3 separate regions of the Zea mays genome follow, and regions 1 and 2 are each linked to region 3. The links are chromatin contacts, called in public Hi-C maps. All regions are on one chromosome and are shown on one strand. The core of a region is the stretch at or near the end of the contact, and the rest is flanking DNA. Distances in the headings are between cores, read along the strand shown. Region 1 holds the start of LOC100216998. Region 2 holds the start of LOC103646229 (disease resistance protein RPS2). Region 3 holds the start of LOC100283926.

Region 1 (3,004 bases), core at 485-2,984, 150 kb after region 3:
GATTAGAAATGACAACTGAGAATCCCCGTGAGAGAATAGCTCCCCATTCCCGTCCTCGTGATAAAGAATTCCCCCATACATATCCTCACGAACGCTTGCGGGGACATTTTTTTAATCCCCGTCATTGTTGGTCACTTGTTCTCTCAAATGATGTAGATCAAGAACAAGGCAACACAATTGTTAAGGATTAAGGACATTCGTCCTACAAAGCATTATCTCCTCTTAGATATAATGATCTTCAGATGAAGGTCATGAAGGACATGCCTTCATCATTCACGAATGAACAAGAATACATAGAGATAATGAATGTAATTCATTGGCTCATTCACATATATATTTCATAATGTACACATGAATATTAGTAAAATTTACATTACATTGATACCTTCGTCTTGTTTGAAGGTGCTAACGCGAGAGCGATTACAATCCAGCGTGAACATAATGCATATGATGAATATAATGCTTCATGAGATGGGGTCTTAGGAGATAAATAAGGGGGGTTAGGAGTTTAGGGTTTCTAACCTTGGGATCAAAATTGGGATGTTACATCGCGCGCGGGCTCGACTTTCGTAGCCTAGCCGCCGTCGCCGGCGGCGCGGGGGAACCAGATGCTATGCTGCTGTGCTGCGGGTCGCTCTCCTCCTGGGTGCGCCGCTTCGTCGCCTACATTGGGTAAGTCAGTTGATTGCTAGGCTTGTCTGCTTCCCGCTTGCTCCGATGTGATTGGGTTGAGTGGGCTTCTCAATCCTTATCATCCACATGGAATGAGAATAATCGTCTCAATCCATACAGATATTCATATGGATTGAGTGAGTTTCTCAATCCCTATCGTCCACATGGAATAAGAATAACCGAACGGACTCTTCATGAAATCCGTTGCGATGAGTGGATAGCTAGCACTTTGTAGGTTCCAAAATGGTTTAAGTTACTAGGTGTTAGCTCTAGACAACCCAAACTCATACGAAGGAAAAACAGAATGTTCTAACTATTTGTTTCAAATGTAGCATTTTTTTATTTGTGCTGTTATGCGTCAATTACCCGGTAGTACTAATCATTTCTTGGCCAATCCTGGCTTGCAACAGAGCAGAGGTTGTTTTGGTTGTGCCCAGCCTACTCCAACAGTAGTTGTTGATGAGCCTACAAAAGGTTTAAGAATTCAAGGACGCTCAGTAAAAAGGCGCAACGTATCAGACGACTTTTGGAGCTCGAGCCCTCACGAAATGTAGAATAGTGTCTTGCAATCCCGGCACAGTATGTCCTCAATCAGCACAGCAGCACAGCCTAATGATCAGCGTGTTTCTGGAACTAGCAGCTCCCCAAATGAATTTGTAAATCAAGGTAAACTAGCTACACATATCTACATTCATATAACAGTTGGTGCTCATATGCACTAATTTATAATGTTAGATTGTTTGTTCCATACCCCTGTGAGTTTTCAGAAAACATTAAACTAATATTTGCTTGTTGAAGTTCTGTTCATGCTTATTTAATTAAACTGCATTTCAGTATGGTGCGTTTGTGCTCGAGAGAATTCAGCGAAATGGCAATTTTACAAGATGCCATGTGATAGAAATCCTATGCAAATTATTACCTAGCATGACTGTATGCAGTAGCAGTTTGTGGAACTCAGCTATGCTCCTATAATTGGTAACTAATTAGTGTTACCTGTTAGCTATGCGATCTATAATCTAGCAATAAGAACCCTTTTTGGTCTTCATGACAGTGTCTCTCACGCAAGTTTTTTTTGGGGGCAATAGGCCAACTGAACCCTGACTTTGCCCGCACGGTCAGATGTAGCCACCGCCTGACCTCCACAACCACAGTATCTACCGACTCGCCGTCATGTCCGTTTCCGAGGCCGCTTATCCACCGCCGCCCCCGTCCTCATGGGCACAACAGATCCGCGCGGCCGCTGCCGAGGGCCACTTCTGCGACGCTGTCTCCCTCTTCCTCCGGATGCGCGCCTCCGCCGCGCCACGCTCGTCTGTCCCGGCCTCACTCCCGGCCGCGCTCAAGTCCTGTGCCGCCCTAGGCCTGAGCGCCCTCGGCGCCTCCCTCCATGCGCTGGCCATCCGCTCCGGTGCATTCGCCGACCGTTTTACCGCCAATGCCCTCCTCAACCTCTACTGCAAGGTCCCGTGTTCGTATCTCGACTCCACTGGTGTGGCCATAGTGGATGTACCCGGATCATCAACCGCATTTGAGAGCGTGCGGAAGGTGTTCGACGAAATGATCGAGAGGGACGTGGTGTCCTGGAACACTTTGGTGCTGGGCTGCGCGGAGGAAGGGAGGCACCATGAAGCACTGGGGTTTGTCAGGAAGATGTGCAGGGAAGGGTTTAGGCCTGACTCGTTCACCTTATCCACTGTGCTCCCAATCTTCGCGGAGTGTGCTGATGTCAAGAGAGGCTTGGAGGTGCATGGTTTTGCCTTCAGGAATGGGTTTGATAGCGATGTGTTCGTTGGCAGTAGCCTGATCGATATGTATGCGAATTGTACAAGGACGGATTATTCTGTCAAAGTGTTTGACAACCTCCCGGTACGAGACCATATTCTGTGGAACTCCCTGCTTGCAGGTTGTGCACAAAATGGTTCAGTTGAGGAGGCCCTTGGAATATTCCGTCGGATGCTGCAGGCTGGTGTTAGACCTGTGCCCGTGACTTTCTCGAGCCTCATACCTGTCTGTGGTAATTTGGCATCATTGCGCTTCGGGAAGCAGCTGCACGCCTATGTGATCTGTGGTGGGTTTGAAGATAACGTGTTTATATCTAGCTCCCTGATTGACATGTACTGCAAATGTGGGGAGATTAGCATTGCCCATTGCATATTTGACAAGATGAGTTCACCAGACGTTGTATCGTGGACTGCGATGATCATGGGGTATGCATTGCATGGTCCAGCAAGAGAGGCACTTGTGCTGTTTGAGAGAATGGAACTGGGAAATGCAAAGCCTAACCATATCACCTTTCTTGCGGTTCTGACTGCATGTAGTCATGCTGGCTTAG
Region 2 (2,939 bases), core at 173-2,672, 190 kb after region 3:
CCTGTAAAGAGATTGATGTTCAACGTAAAGTATTAGAAAATCCAATGATCTGTCTACATTTGATCCCAATCGTCAATTTCTTTAATAGAGTTCCATGTACGATGCGTGTACACCAGTTGGCGAGAGCATATTTCTGTGAGTCAGGCAGCAGTCCTCTTAAGATACGAACAATATGAATATATGATGGTACTGGAACAGATATAGATGCACTGATGTGTATCTGCATCACTACATATGTCAGCCTATGTTGCAGGTAGATTTTTTGCAGCTACAAATGCTGTGCGTTGCTCCAACAACAAACGCGAACTGTCGCCGCTGTGGTCCACAAAACGTTGGCCACGATATCTTGTTGAACCTGTACCAGAGGAAATTGTTGCATTCAAAGTGAGGCATTAGAAAAAAAAGACAAACGTTTAGCCCCCCTCTAGAATGCAAGATGGTGAGAGCACGGAAAATTGAGAAAGCAAGTCTTTGGATGAAACACAGGAACTTGCATAATAGGAATGCATAATTCTTCTTTCACTACATCTGCCCGGGGTTTATTGTTGTTATATATCATATAAGTAAGTATTAAAATATTTATTTAAATATAATTATTGTTTATTTTCTAAACACTAAAGTACATGTAGTCTAGTGGTTAACTCTAAATTTTTGGAGAAAGGGTGTGAGTTCGAGCACCCGATGCCTATATTAGATTTTTAATATAATATTATATATTAGGTTATCAGTCATAAAAATAATGTTTTGGATGAATCATAGGAAAAATTAGTAGCATTAAAGTAATGATTTGCCTACGCGATAAAAATTTGCAAAGAGGTCCATGCCAATGTTTTGTTTTTCTACGTTCTCCATACGAAATCGACAAGATAGAAAATTTTCGTTCACTTTTCCTTTGGCTCATTCCTACATTTCAAAGATATGAATAAGATTTTCCCTATAAAACTGAAATTCAACATTTTTTCTCTAAAGTCCTTCAATCCAAAGAGACCCTTAGACTTTATTACTTCCTCTGTTCTAATTTATAATTTGATTGATTTTTAGGTTAAGTTTAATTGACTCGTCTAATTGTTTTTCTTTACAAAAGATGAAAAAATTATAGCCACTTAAAGTATATTATATGCCAAGGGAAGAAACGCGAGATTCGTAGACAATATTGTTCTGTTATATTAGAGCATATATAACCTTGAGACATCAGTTCAGTTTTCTAAATATACGAGAGAGCTAAGAGACTATATAATATAATCCTGAGACCCTAAATCATAAATACAAATAAAAGACACATTATATAAAAGTTTTTGTCTTCGCGAAAAAGCTATATTTTGTATTTTTTTAATTAGCCTTTTAAAAACTTTTCGAGAATCTCTATATTAAATAAGGTTGTATATGTCTTTACACCCAACTGGCCCCGCGCCTCGTCACCGCGTCCGCGCGGCGGCGCGAAGGAGCCACTAGCTTACCTCACGGGCGACTCGTCCAGGTCGTCGTCGTACGTCGTCTCGCTTCTAAAAAAAATCAAGTTACCCGGCCCAGCGCTAGAGGGCTAGAGGCTAGACTCTCTTGATCACGAGGTTCCATTCCATGTCAGTGTCAAGTTGTCAACGGAGGTGCTGGCATCTGCCATGTGGCGGAAATGATTCTTCCTGCCCAGCATCTACTTCGGGTGCCAGCTCATCAATTCATCAGCCGTCCACAAACCCGCGGGCGCAACTTCTCGGCACGTACGCAGCTGTGCGCGCGCGCGGGAGGAGTGGCGCCGCACGCAAGGTGTTTGGCGGATTGCCTCTTCCAGATCATCTCCGCCGTGCTGCCTCCTGCCTTAGACAGTCGCATGCCATTGTTGAATGAAGCCCGGCGCGGCTCAACGGCAACCGTTGCTTCCACTTCTGGTAGGCTCTTCATCTTCACGAGAAACGACGAGGAAACTGGTTCGCCGTAGAGTGATCTTTTCTCCCGCGTCCGGCCTCAGCCAGTTGATATTGTCCCAACCTGGCATTTTGCTCCCATTCGATGACTTTTCAAGCCGCAAGCCCACCGAACAACGTGCGCGCGGACGTTTTCTTGGCAAGGCCCGAATCCTTCCAATCCAATCCCCATCCGGGCAACCGTCTGCCGTGTTGCCCCATTCCTGCCATGCACCGCGTGGCGCCTAGCCTCCGCATATGCTTCCTTTATAAGCTTCAAACAACAACTCCCTTTTGCAGATTCCTCGTTCGCCTGCTGCACGCTCACCACTGTACGTCCCCGATGGCTGAAGCCATCAGCGCGACCAGCTCGTGCCTGGAACCCCTGTGCGGTTGTCTGGAAAGCACAGGCGTGTTCGAGGCAGTGGGCCGGGAGGTGGCCGCGTTCCTTCGCATCAAGTCGAATTGTGGCGACCTCGAGAAGGCCCGGGACAGCCTGCGCGCCGTCGAGACGACAGTCAGGGCGCGGGTCACGGCGGAGGAGGACAAGCTGAACGTCTGTGATCCTCAGGTGCAGGCGTGGCTCAAGCGCGTCGACGAGCTTCGCCTGGACACCATCGACGAGGATTACAGCAGTCTGTCGGGGTTCTCTTGCCTCTGCCAGTGCACCGTGCACGCTCGTCGCCGCGCCTCGATCGGCAAGCGTGTTGTGGACGCGCTGGAGGAGGTGAACAAACTGACCGAGGAAGGAAGGCGGTTCAGGACATTTGGGTTCAAGCCACCGCCGAGGGCCGTCAGTCAGTTACCCCAAACTGAGACCGTTGGGTTGGAGCCCATGTTGGCTCGGGTCCATGATTTGCTTGAGAAGGGCGAGTCGAGCATAATTGGTGTGTGGGGTCAAGGAGGCATCGGCAAGACGACTCTCCTGCACGCCTTCAACAATGATCTCGAAATGAAAGACCACCACTACCAGGTACTATTTCGCTTCCTCAGCTCCAAAGCTGCAATTTACTCATCAGAATATACCAGAATCTGTTT
Region 3 (3,064 bases), core at 29-2,528:
GCGCGTGATACCACAGACAGCAGCATCAGCTCTAGCTATAGCAGGTGACCAGTCCAATCACCATCCGTTTTGAAACAAAAAAACACGGCTCCGTCCATCAAAAAGTATATCAAACTATATACCCCGTCGTATACATGGTTTGGTGGTTTATTTGCAGTAGTACTTTTTCTTTAGAAAAATGATCCTCTGTACGTCGTGTGTGCGATCGAGGACGACGAGGAGTCCTACTCCTACCTACACATGATCGAGCAACGACGTTGAAGGACAGTATATATACATAGGACACGTGTAACGGACACACGCAAGTTTCGTGAATCTAATTAACGACCGAGCACATATATGTAATAAACACGAAATAAATACGTCTCATTGCTTGTTGTTTGTGTTTAGAGAATTGGAACATGCATGCGTGTTTAGAGCATCTCTTTGCACCATGTGATGCACGCAGCCTTTATGCTAAGCCATGGGCACTGGGCACCAATAATGTTGGATACCTTTAAGGATCGGAAAGACCATGCTAAGCCATGCATACAGGCATATGCATATATATTCATCAGCAATGGCCACACACACACATCGCTAGCTTACTCTGGTTCCATTTTCCATAAGCAAAATCCCTGATCACTAGGCCAACGTCATATATATTCTCAAAGCCGTCGTCTATACAATTGGTGAAGATCGAGGCCGGCCGAGTACTAGTGATTAACACGAATACTAATAGTGCGCACAAGGAATATGAACATCTCGTCAAGACGCATGGATATCCATGGGAAGCATAGAGATTCGTATGGAGCTAGCAACAACCATGAGAGGGGGAGAGAGAGTCGGCAGGTGAGACACGTAAAGATCGAGCTAGATGATAACTGCAGAGGGAGATCGAGGAGTGCATAATCATGCATGGCAGATCTAGAGAGAGGGGAAGAGTCACCTGGAAGCTCCCATGGCTCTCGCGCGTGCAGGTCGACCTCCACCAGCGTCCCCTGCGCGGCGCGCTCGTTGGCCACCTTCTTGTAGAGGTAGTGGCACACCAGCTCCTCGTCGCTGGGATAGAACCTGAACCCCGGCGGCAATGTGGACTCGATCTCCCTCAGCCCCATCCCTCCCTGCCGATCGATCGATGATTCCTTTCTTTTGAGCTGTGTGTGCAACTAAGATATATATGTTGAAGCTAGCTAGCTAGGTACCCTAAACACACGCTAGCTAGCTAGCTAGATCGATGAACTCTCTTGCAGCCTGCCTCTGAAGTCTGAAGGCTGGACCCAAGCCAAGGGTCGACACTCTTAAAAGTCATGAGCGTGGCTGGGGTCTCCTCCCGGATCCTTTTATAGGGGGGAGGAAAGAAGCCAGGAGGCGGGCACAGGGGCTGGCTGGCAAAAGAAACCGCTGTGTGCCATTCCCCGTTGCCAGGCAGAGGCAATAAGAGGGGGAGCTAGCTCCGTCGCTATCTCCTCCTCCTCCTCCTCCTTGGGCCCGTCACGTCGGACGCGCGCCAGGCTGAGGTGGAAGATTCCAACGCCACTGATCGACGGCATGTTGCCACCGTGCCTCATGCTTGTGACACGAGAACTGCTCCGCCCGCGCCCGCGCCCCGGATCCGGATCGCCTCGCAAGTTATCCCATCCCCGCCGGGAAGTCATGGGCCCGAGATGGCGAGAGCCTCGAGGCCAACCGCTCTCCCTGCTACAGTAGCTGTATGCTCCTATCCTACGTGGAACGCGAGAGATCGATGAAACCGGCAGCCCTTTTTCGCCTCGCTTTTTATTTTTTATCTTCTTCGCTACACGATACCATGGCGTTTGAGTCAGTTCGCGGCTTTGTGCGTGATCCGCGGACAAGGAGATAAAGAGAGAGAGAGAGAGAAAAAGAAGTGGTTCCTTTTAAGGTTTAGCTCACGTATGATTGGAGACGACGACGGCGACGGCAACGTGATATGGCGTCCGGGGCGGGTTTTAATTCGTATGTGTTGTGACACTATACGAGGGCTTAATTAAGAAGGTGTAAGGGGTTTCTGTTCAGGCACAAGTAATGTAACGCGAAACAGACATTACAGGGTTCATATAAGAATCGATGAGTTCATTTGTTGAACCGACAGTGATTATTCGACTTTACAACTCTAAGATTTAGATAAGAATCGAGATCTTCGGTTTGTCATATATATAGCCACATCCTGTCACGAACTAGCAATGATATATCACTCCAGGATATAGGGATGGCAATTTAACTCGCAAACCCGACAGGAACTAAACACGACGGGTGTATGTTTGTGTGAAGATTTTGACCCGCGGATGCAAATCGCGCTCGACCCGAGGTTTCACGGGTGTGTGTACAAGTTTCTATTTCAACCCGCCGCGGGTGACCCGCATCCGACCAGAAATTTGGTTCATTCTTTATTTTGCACAAAAAAAGATTAAGATAAAAATAGTTATTATTTTGAATAAGTAAATTAGCTAATGATTTATGAAATGTTATGTTGCTGCTCAACATTAGAAGGTTTAAACTCCATAGATATAACTTAGTTATTGTCGTACTAATTGTTTATAGTTGAATTATTGTTTAAAAGTGTACATTGAGTAAAAATCCGCGGGTGATCCGAAACCCGATGGATTTGGGGGCGAGTTTGGAATTGCATCTGAAGAAACGATCGCAAGGGGGTTGAGTCAGACAATTCCTTCGCCACTATTCTCACAAACAGTGAACTCTACCGTACTAAACCACAAGTGCCCAGCTATAAATACAACCAGTTACCCTCTCCACGCCCTCAACACCCTGAGCCAATGCAAACCCCCACCAACTCGATTACCCCGCTCAGCTGGCATAGAACCTAGTGTTGCTTCGCCTCCAATACACCCTTCGGGTAAGCATCTCTACTCCATCAACACAAACTCTACTCAAAACTATATTCACCCATCCACCACCATTCTTGACCACTACAATGAATATTTGTTATATAATTCTTGGTTTGTATGTTTGCTCGTTCATACTGCATAGTTGTTGGAGCATTCGTGTCGTCTCTTGAAAGCCAGTTCTGCAAGTTTACGCTAGACGGTGGAGCCAGAAGCCAGTT

What was found. A called contact is a pair of places that touch in the nucleus more often than the background predicts.
Region 1: a Hi-C map of leaf shows a contact between it and region 3, with 4 times the contacts expected there. The contact joins the promoter of LOC100216998 here to the promoter of LOC100283926 in region 3. A contact is called at or near these places in 6 of 25 Hi-C or Micro-C datasets (ear, endosperm, leaf and 3 more).
Region 2: a Hi-C map of bundle sheath shows a contact between it and region 3, with 1.8 times the contacts expected there. The contact joins the promoter of LOC103646229 here to the promoter of LOC100283926 in region 3. A contact is called at or near these places in 4 of 25 Hi-C or Micro-C datasets (bundle sheath, ear, endosperm and 1 more).

What each region holds. Positions count from the first base shown.
Region 1 is chr2:30,467,220-30,470,223 of Zm-B73-REFERENCE-NAM-5.0, reverse strand. It overlaps LOC100216998, which reads left to right and starts at 1,734. Exons shown (of 6, transcript XM_035965226.1): 1 at 1,734-3,004. The coding sequence starts at 1,843.
Region 2 is chr2:30,421,378-30,424,316 of Zm-B73-REFERENCE-NAM-5.0, reverse strand. It overlaps LOC103646229 (disease resistance protein RPS2), which reads left to right and starts at 1,422. Exons shown (of 3, transcript XM_008670958.4): 1 at 1,422-1,886; 2 at 2,202-2,874. The coding sequence starts at 2,245.
Region 3 is chr2:30,612,351-30,615,414 of Zm-B73-REFERENCE-NAM-5.0, reverse strand. LOC100283926 reads right to left here and starts at 1,278. Exons shown (of 3, transcript NM_001371964.1): 1 at 929-1,278. The coding sequence starts at 1,097.